Regions from separate parts of the Danio rerio genome. Here region 1 is linked to region 2. A link is a contact called in public Micro-C data. All regions are on one chromosome and are shown on one strand. Each heading gives the region's core, a stretch centred on a gene start, on an enhancer-like site or on the middle of the called end of the contact. The rest is flanking DNA. Distances are from core to core; before and after follow the strand shown. Region 1 overlaps slc7a3a (solute carrier family 7 member 3a). Region 2 overlaps afap1l1b (actin filament associated protein 1-like 1b).

What was found. Hi-C and Micro-C count contacts between places; a contact is called where the count stands out from the background.
Region 1: a contact with region 2 is called in a Micro-C map of caudal fin, with 7 times the contacts expected there. The contact joins two enhancer-like sites. A contact is called at or near these places in 3 of 18 Hi-C or Micro-C datasets (caudal fin, hematopoietic stem cells and an unstated tissue) and 1 of 4 datasets of contacts at active chromatin or transcription factors (embryo).

Annotation. Positions count from the first base shown.
Region 1 is chr21:33,190,910-33,195,181 of GRCz12tu, reverse strand. It overlaps slc7a3a (solute carrier family 7 member 3a), which reads right to left. Exons shown (of 12, transcript NM_001007329.2): 11 at 3,984-4,092; 12 at 1-2,221. The coding sequence ends at 2,076. Among named protein-coding and RNA genes, the nearest start is that of rab39ba, 10 kb to the left of the region's middle. Within about 2 kb of position 1,696, at least 13 of the 62 cell types and tissues checked have an H3K27ac peak or open chromatin away from gene starts, as enhancers often do. A contact at or near this core is called in caudal fin, where this site is marked.
Region 2 is chr21:33,070,665-33,074,922 of GRCz12tu, reverse strand. afap1l1b (actin filament associated protein 1-like 1b) reads left to right here. Exons shown (of 19, transcript NM_001077287.2): 13 at 469-614; 14 at 1,307-1,361; 15 at 1,964-2,057; 16 at 2,152-2,319. Among named protein-coding and RNA genes, the nearest start is that of grpel2, 9.5 kb to the right of the region's middle. Within about 2 kb of position 2,157, at least 8 of the 62 cell types and tissues checked have an H3K27ac peak or open chromatin away from gene starts, as enhancers often do. A contact at or near this core is called in caudal fin, where this site is marked.

The DNA of each region.
Region 1 (4,272 bases), core at 447-2,946, 120 kb before region 2:
TGGACATGTTTACATGCTAAACTTTACATGTCTGGTACATGTAAACAACAACTCAGTTGATTGCGAAACAGATAGTAAAGCTATACAAAAATAGGCTTCTAATCATGTTAATTCATTAAAGAGAGCAATGGGTTTCAAAACAACAGTGGTTTTAAATTAAACAATAGTGTTTAAAAAGTGATTTTAAACCTCCATCTTGTCTTAAAGACAAGCCTTCATTTCTATCTGATTATCTGAACACACTAACAAAAATAAACAACACAACCCACCAAAACTGGCTGAAACAGAGCTGAAACTCAGCTCCTCAAAGGGTTAAATAGTCATACTATATAAACAAATCAAAAAGATATGATGTGTGAACAAGATAAGTGACAATAGTAATACACTACATTACAATATTGAACAAAAGTAGAGAACGGTACATGAGCTCAACAGCCAAGCTGCCAAGAACAAGTTTCAATGAAAAACAACAACAATAATAATACAAATAAAAGCAATAGAGACACTTATTTCTCAAGTATCTACACCTTCAGATATGAAAGAAAGGCCATTCGAAGCCTGTTTCATTAGATCTTCATTCCTTAGGCAAGTTTAGGTTTAACCCTTGACCTGTGAGTTGGTTATTATTGCAGACTAGCCTTGCTAACAAAGCTAGAGCGGTAACTACAGTTTCTGCTCAGCTAATACTGTTCAAAGTCCTTCTAACCATATAGCTTTTCAGAATCTTTCAAGTCAGCAGTAGTTTTTATCGGCAATTAAACAGTTAACCGTTAATATGTGTCTGCTTTCTTTACAAAAACAGTGAATTATTATAATTTAGGGCATATTTGAAATTCCAAAAGTCAAAGTATACCTTAGATGTAATGTGAATGAATGATGGTCTGTGTATAAGTATATTCTAGTAAGTTTCATCACTATTTGGGCTTCTGTAATTATGACATGGTGTGATTGCACACTTAACTGAAGTATACACATCTGCGTAAACAAATTCAGCCAATTTTTCAGCAGCCGTTACTTCAGTGTTGATATTTCAGAAGTCAGAGTATGCTGATTTACAGCTCATCTTGTTTTCAGTGTTGAAATCAGTTGTGTTGCTTAATACTTTTGCGAAAAAAATATATATATAACGTCTTCCACAATTGAATGTTTTCTGGAAGAAAACATATTTGGTCAAAACACAACCACTTTTGAACGGTAATGCAAGTAGTTTCAGCAGAAACTATAGTTACATAGCAACTTTTTTAAGCAGCGTCTGGAAATATGATAGCTGTTATACAGTTTTCTGAAGTATAATCAAGTCTAAGGAACTTGTGTGAATGGGTAAACTATAAATATTCATATAAAACAGGTTTTTCCCAAAAAAATATTTTAGTTTTTTCTGTAAAATGGAACATTTTCTGGCTTGACCTCTTATGAGCCATTCAAAAACTCTCATACACGCTTAAAAATACATCATTTTAATGGCTGATCCCAACATACAGCACACAGCTGTCATATTTAGGAAAATGGAAACGATTATGTTATTTTCCACGCACTCTTTGGACGACTCTCATACACATGGGACCTCAGCCATGCTAAAATATTTAAAAAAGCTTTGTCAGTTTTAATTCTTCAATTCCTCCGCCTAACTGTAACCAATGACCTCAAATACTGCCTGAAGGCATTGCCGTTTTCACATTCTGAACACTAGGGGCCTCTGTTGTACTTCACAACCTTGAAAAACCACAAGGTTGACAATAAACAGTTTGGACTCGGGAGGCTTTTCGCGCACGAATAAAAAAATGTGCTTGGACCTCGATGATGAAAACATAATACCCTGTACACAGTCAGCTCATTGTCTGCCAGACAATATGGCTGTTACAGTACTTATGAATTACAGCAGCAGCCGAACGGACATTAAACCAACATCTACAGCACTGAGGGGCCAAGGCTGCACTTCTAACGGGAAACACTTAACGCTTCTGCTAAAAGCAACCTGAATTAAGAGGTTCGGGGCAGTCTCTACAATAAAATTAAATCTGTAGACTTGAACGGAAACATGCCTGTCGGGGTTTTCTTTCATTCCTTTTTCTTCATCAAGGAGAAATGCCCTCAATTTCACTCTCCTCACCGCCTAAATAGATGGGGCTTTTGTTCTGAAGGGCCGGCTCGTATTTTCGGACCGAGCTATTCATGGCTTCAGTGCTGTGCCAAATGCCGTAGCCGAAGTAGATGGCAAAACCTGGAAATAGAGAACAGGAATGGGAGGGTTGAAATTAAGGAAACAAACAAACAAACAAACAAACAGGAGGCTTTTGCAGTCGAGAAATTGGTTCACTTCCAGTATGAATATCTCCTGATTACTCTTCATTCGGCTGAAGATTACATTTATTTTTACATTTATTTAGATTTACAATTTTATCCGAAGCGGCTTACAAGTATAAAAGTACTCCAGAGTGTAGCAGTATATTAATGCCATGACAAGTCTAAGTTAGGTAGCATACTGAGCGGAAAAGTGTGTCCTAAAGCTGGTTTGTCACGCCCACTCACCAGTGTAGAGCACACTCATAATGGGGTATATGCACAGCTAGTGTTTTCAGCCAATTATAAACTCCCGGTGAAAGCTTAAATGTGACTATTTTCAATTTTACAAGGTTGTTTTTACAGCATTGATGTTGTAATGTAATCACAATACAGTCAGTTAAATAGACTTAGGGTGCTTTCACACCTACACTTTTGTTTTAGAACGTGTCTCGATTGCCCAGTTAGCGCGGTTCGCTGGCATATGTGAACAGGGCAATCGTGCTCTGTTCCGCGCCAAAGTAATCGCTCCGAGACCGCCTGAGTGAGGTGGTCTCGGCTCGATTGAAACAAACCCTGGATCGGTTCGATTGCAGTGAGAAAGCGATCCGAGCATGGTTATATCACAGTGTTTTATGGATATGTAATAGGCATACGGCTATATGAAGAGAATTATGATTAGGGCGGGAAGTTTCGCGAGTCTCCGGATGCCCGCAAACAAGTGATGGTAATCTTGCGTCTCCCTCCCGGTCCTCAAATATGCATCATCGCGCACCCTTCTCACCCCTCCCCACCGCATCTCTCCTCAGACATGTCGCACGCTCGCGCACCTTGTCAATCACCAAACCACCACCTCTCCTGACAGCTGAGTGGGACGCTCCAAAATAAACCCTGACACTCTGACCAATGTGAGGAGAGTTAACTCACACCTGACTTGTTTTAGCTCTTTTGGTCCGATTAGAAACTTTGCAGTGTGAAAGCGAACCGCTCCAAGACCAAAGTGCTACAATGTAACATTTGTAATCTCTGTTTCGAAACAACTGAATCGATTCACAGGTGCGAAAGCACCCTTAAGCATTCATTTAGTTGTTCAAGTGTAAAATGAGATTAAAGACTGTGTAACTGCTAGCACCATCAAGATCAACTGGCAGGCGCAGAAACTCCATTGAAAATGCTGGGGTAAAACAAAATGAGTGGCGCTTCACTGTAAGCCATTAGCGTTCAGCTGTGCGTCTAGCTTCACCTTTTGTTATGCTAGGTACCCTTTTAAAGGATCCCAAAAAGTGGTACGGTACTCTTTGCTTTTAGGCACCTTTTGATGCACTGAACCAAGCTAAACTGAACTTAAACTCTGAAAAACTGAACTGACACTGTCTCTATTTACTATAATATTCTATGCGAAGCTGCTTTGACACAATCTACATTGTAAAAGCGCTATAGAAATAAAGATGAATTGAATTGACGGTGGAAACGGTCATAAAAGCGTACCAAACCGAACCATTTTATACCGTACCACTCTGGTAAAACGGGCCATTACAAAACTTAAAATCTCATTGAAAACTTCTTTTTTGAAAGTAAAAGTAGTTTTTTTTTCTGTTGAAAGTAAGAAATGAGCATTTTATATAATAAAAGGGTGAGGAAATGATCAGGAAATGTTGATTCTGGAAGCAAACTAACGCTCTGAGAGAAACAGATGTGCTCACCGATGGCCATCCACACGGTGAAGCGGCACCAGGTGGCCACGTCCAGCTGCATCATCAGATAAATGTTGACGAAGATGCTGAACAGAGGAAGCCAAGGCAACAGAGGCACCTGCATAAAGGAACAGATCCTGTTTAGGATGGTATATATTACCTGAGTTGGGAACAGAATTGTAATAAAAACTAGGGCAAGGAAGATTTTTTTATAACAAACATCCAGAGCAAACTCTTTTGGTGCTAAAAAACGACTATTAAGATTTATTAGTGATATACAATTAACAATAAGTTCCTT
Region 2 (4,258 bases), core at 908-3,407:
TGAGCCACTGTGTCACCTCGCTAAATACATGTTAATTCATGCAATTCATGCAATTCACCTCTTCTAACTTTACAATCGCAGAAATAAAGGTACAGGAGCTGTCACAGGGGCAGTGCCTTTGTAAAAGATACATATTGGTAACCACATAGTCCACAGTGGTACCTAAAAGGTGCATATTAGTACCCAAATGTCCCTAAAAAGTATATTTGAGGTACCATTATGGACCCTTTAGGTACAAATATGTACCGTTTAAAAATGTACTGGCCCATTTGACAGCTCCCATTGACTACCTTTACTTCTAAGAGAATCAAGAAGTTTGTAGCATGAATTAGCAGTGAATTATTATGAATTGTTAAAATCGTAGTACTTCATGTTAGAAACGTGCTAATTCTTGCTAACAGAAGGCTAATTGATGTTAAAAAAGTTTGTCAAGACACTTTGCTCATCTGGTTTTGTAATTAACCTCAGGCGAGCTGTTCTGTGGAGATGGGTCGCTGGCTAGGTGTTTTGTTGGCTGAAGCAGGAAGCGCCACCGTCCCCGAGGAGCTGCATTATGACTATGTGGATGTGGACACCATCAGTAGCATACAGAATGCAGCAAGAAACTCTTTTCTGTGAGTATAGCTGAGAATACAAGCTGTTTAGGGGCTGCATCCTTTGTAGGATGCACCGTTTGAAGGCATGATCATAGACGTCCATGACGGCTGAAACAAATAATTAGGATTTATTGTGTTGTCTTAAGTAGTGTAGTCGCTGTCTTTGATGAGTGGCATTATTGCTTGTACTGTATTTTGTTAGTGATATTAAACTGCTTTGCCTTCTACACTACCTGAAAAAAGTCTTGTCGCCGATCCCAGTTGTACTGCACCATGGCTTTAAATTCTATACTGCACATTATTTCTGTTAAGTGGCAAGATTTTTGTCTAAGCAAAGTCAGACCTTACTGTCCTTAAAAATCAAGGCTTGATCATATTTTATTTTGGTAAAAATAAGCGTAATCTAGAGGCCTTTGCCTTTCATATCAGCCACTTCTGATACCAAATGATCAAGTTATTATTTGTTGTTCCTAAAACTTGAATAGGTGACAAGACTTTATCAGGTAAATTAAGTAAATCTGAATGATTCAGGGGGTTCACAGTGATCATCTCCCCATTCATTTAAAAAAATATATTTTTTGTGTAGTTTAAGTCATCTGGGTTAAACGTCTCAGAGAGAGTGCTTCATTGAGCGTGTTTCTTTTGGAATGTGGACAGAAATGTGTGTTTTTGAATAATATTTTTCATGCAAAGTTTTTTTTATGCTATAGATGGGCAACTTCAGACCCACGGATGTACGATGAAGTTCCCTATGAAAGTATCCTGGTAAGAAGTTTAGCTCACAATGTAGCACACCTGAAATAAAAAGAAAATGTCTATAATGTGACATTTATGTTAAATCGATCTTTTATTATTGAATTAAATCTTTAATGTAATAATATTGCACATTATTGCAGTTTTAAATGAATTTTTGATTGTATAAATGAGAACAGGAGAAACATTTGAATAAATCTTAGTGTTTACAGGTGTGTACATTCTTACATTCAAAAGCATAATGAAAACTGATTTGATTTGGTTTCTGAGATGTTTTGTTATTAAAAAGTAAGTTTCAGTTTTTCACCACAGAGTTTTAGTTCGCTTTTCCATTGCCGTGAAATCCAGCAACAACCACTTCTGTCGGTGTTGTGTGATAATGTTCTGCAACAGCCTTTTGTTATGTCTAGTCAGCAACAAATCTTCAGACAATGCAAATATGTTTCTTTATAAAAGGAACTTCTTCTAAAAAAAGCCTTAAATAAACACACGGTGTAATGCTTAAGTACATCCTAACTTACTGAAAGGCAGGAAGTTTAGATGTTTACAGAAGGTTCTTCCAAGTTTTGTTTCTACACAAACTATAATTACGTCTCATTTTCCAGCAGGCGGAGGAGAATGAGTCAAAACTGAAGCGTTATTCCTCCATGTCCAGTGTGGATACAGCCAAGGGTGACACTCAGATCACAGTGAAGCGACACGGCTCCTGTACGTTTGCATTTCGAGTATCATATAGGCTATAGTGTTCTTTAACTTTAATACTTATGAAATGTAAATTTTGACTGACTTTGTCCTATTTTAGCTGTGAATCACTATGGTAAATATGGAAAAACGAGGGCGGAAGAAGACGCACGACGGTTTCTAAATGAGAAAGAGCAGCTGGAGAAAGAGAAAGAAGAAATCAAGGAGAGCCTGGTGTCACTGCGCTCCGAACGGAGTGAAGTGAGAAAAGGGATCAAAAATGCAACAGGTGAACGACTCAAAGAATGAAAGAGAATCGACATGTTTGTGTCAGTCAAAAACATGGAGAATGGCGCCATCTGCTGTCAAATATCACCTTTTCAGTCATGAAAGCAGTTCATTTACGTTTGTTACAGATATCTATCTTTCTTCAGGGTGTAAAAAATACTCAGAGGCTGTCACAGTCAGCTCTCTTGTTCAGTAGTAAGGGCAGTTATCAGGGAGTAGGCCGTGTTAGGGGCTGTCGTAATACTAAAATACTTTCAGTGCACTTAAAACCTTCACAATGCACTGAAATTCAGGGAGCATCGATGCTTGCTCTTACATTTCTGAGGAGTGAATCATGTGAACCAACTCACATGTCAAGAAAATTTTTTTTCTAAAGACACTTTTCTTTTTTATATATACTTTTACTATATTGTAAGCTTTATTGTTCCCTCTTGGCGCGATTAGTTCTGCAGCGTAATAGATTGTCAACATATGTAACATATCACACACTTAAAGGGCCATGAAACCCCCTCGTTTCAGCAGGGTGTTTTCACACCTCCACTTTGGAAAAAGTCAGAAAAGTGGGGGTGTCCAGCTCTGTTTAGGGGGGAGTGTCGGAGGAACTAAAGTGGGAGGGTGTGGGAGTGTCTATTTGGGCACGCGCGAGTTTCAGTCAAAATACACACACAGGAGAAAGAGATGATGTTTAACCTACATGGACATCTGTAGTGGAATTATTTGCCAAATTATTAACTGGTGGACTTTAACTGCAGTTTGGCTCTTTCATTCAGGGAATTCATTCATGTCCCTCGCGACAAACACGATATTTGATTCGAGGATCTGCTCTAAGCGTGTATTTTTCATGCAATGTTTGATACCGCACGGCGAATGACAGAAAAAAAACTCCGCATTTCCCGGAAACTTAGACGCACACGGCAGGTAACGTCAGAAAGCCGCGTGTGTTATTCCGGTCACAAAATGCGGTGCTAACATGTTTGCCCTCAGTGCAATAGTTAACTTAATTCGATACGAACAAACTGAATAAACAAAGAGCGCTGGTCGCTCACTTACCAAATCTGTAGAGACAGAACAATCACCAGCAACTAGAGCCGCGTCTGAAGAGAAGACTACATCCGGAATCCGGATCTCAGCGTTTGCAGATGAGAACAGCTCTCAGGTAAACAATAATCCCCCTTAGACACGTAAGTTATTGTTGTCGCGCGTCGCGTACACTGTTAATCCACACGTGAGTCTGAGCTCTCACAGAGAGAAAATGAAAACGAAACTTAACTGCAGCAAAATTTAAAAGCAACACTTCACGCTTGTTTTGCCAACACAACGTGGCGTCTCTGTGGTGTAAAGACGGTGACACTAATGAATATTAATGAAGTTGCACAATAGAGCGCGCTGATTGGTTTGAACCAAGGCTTACTCATGCATTAATGCATCACACTGTAAGACGTAATAAGGCACACTCTGGCACAGACGCCCAGTCTGCACGCTGGAATACAACGCTATTATGTCATGACCGTGACGCAGCTTCAAAAATTCGTTTCAAACAGGAAGTACGAATTTGCTTGAAATAACGCAAAAACAACCAATTTACACCTTTTAGTGAAATATAGGTGTCCTAATAGTGTTTTTAGCAGTGTGGGACACATATACGACTGTCAATAGCTCAAAAAATGTGTTTTGGTGTTTCGTGACAACATTTAATAGTACTAAAAACAGCAACCACCTCTTCAAATTAAAATTCACATGTAAATCTGCTGCTTGCCAAAGGTACCCAATACCGAGATCCTGAAGCAAGGGGTAGAAATGAATCAATATGAGGATGGGATATACAAATTTAGCTTAGCTTGTCTGGCTAGACATTGAATTTTGGTCACCTGAAGTCATGACCTAAATCTAACCTAATATTAATGTCTTACGAGGTTGTGTGCCTGCTGGTTAGACTTGAG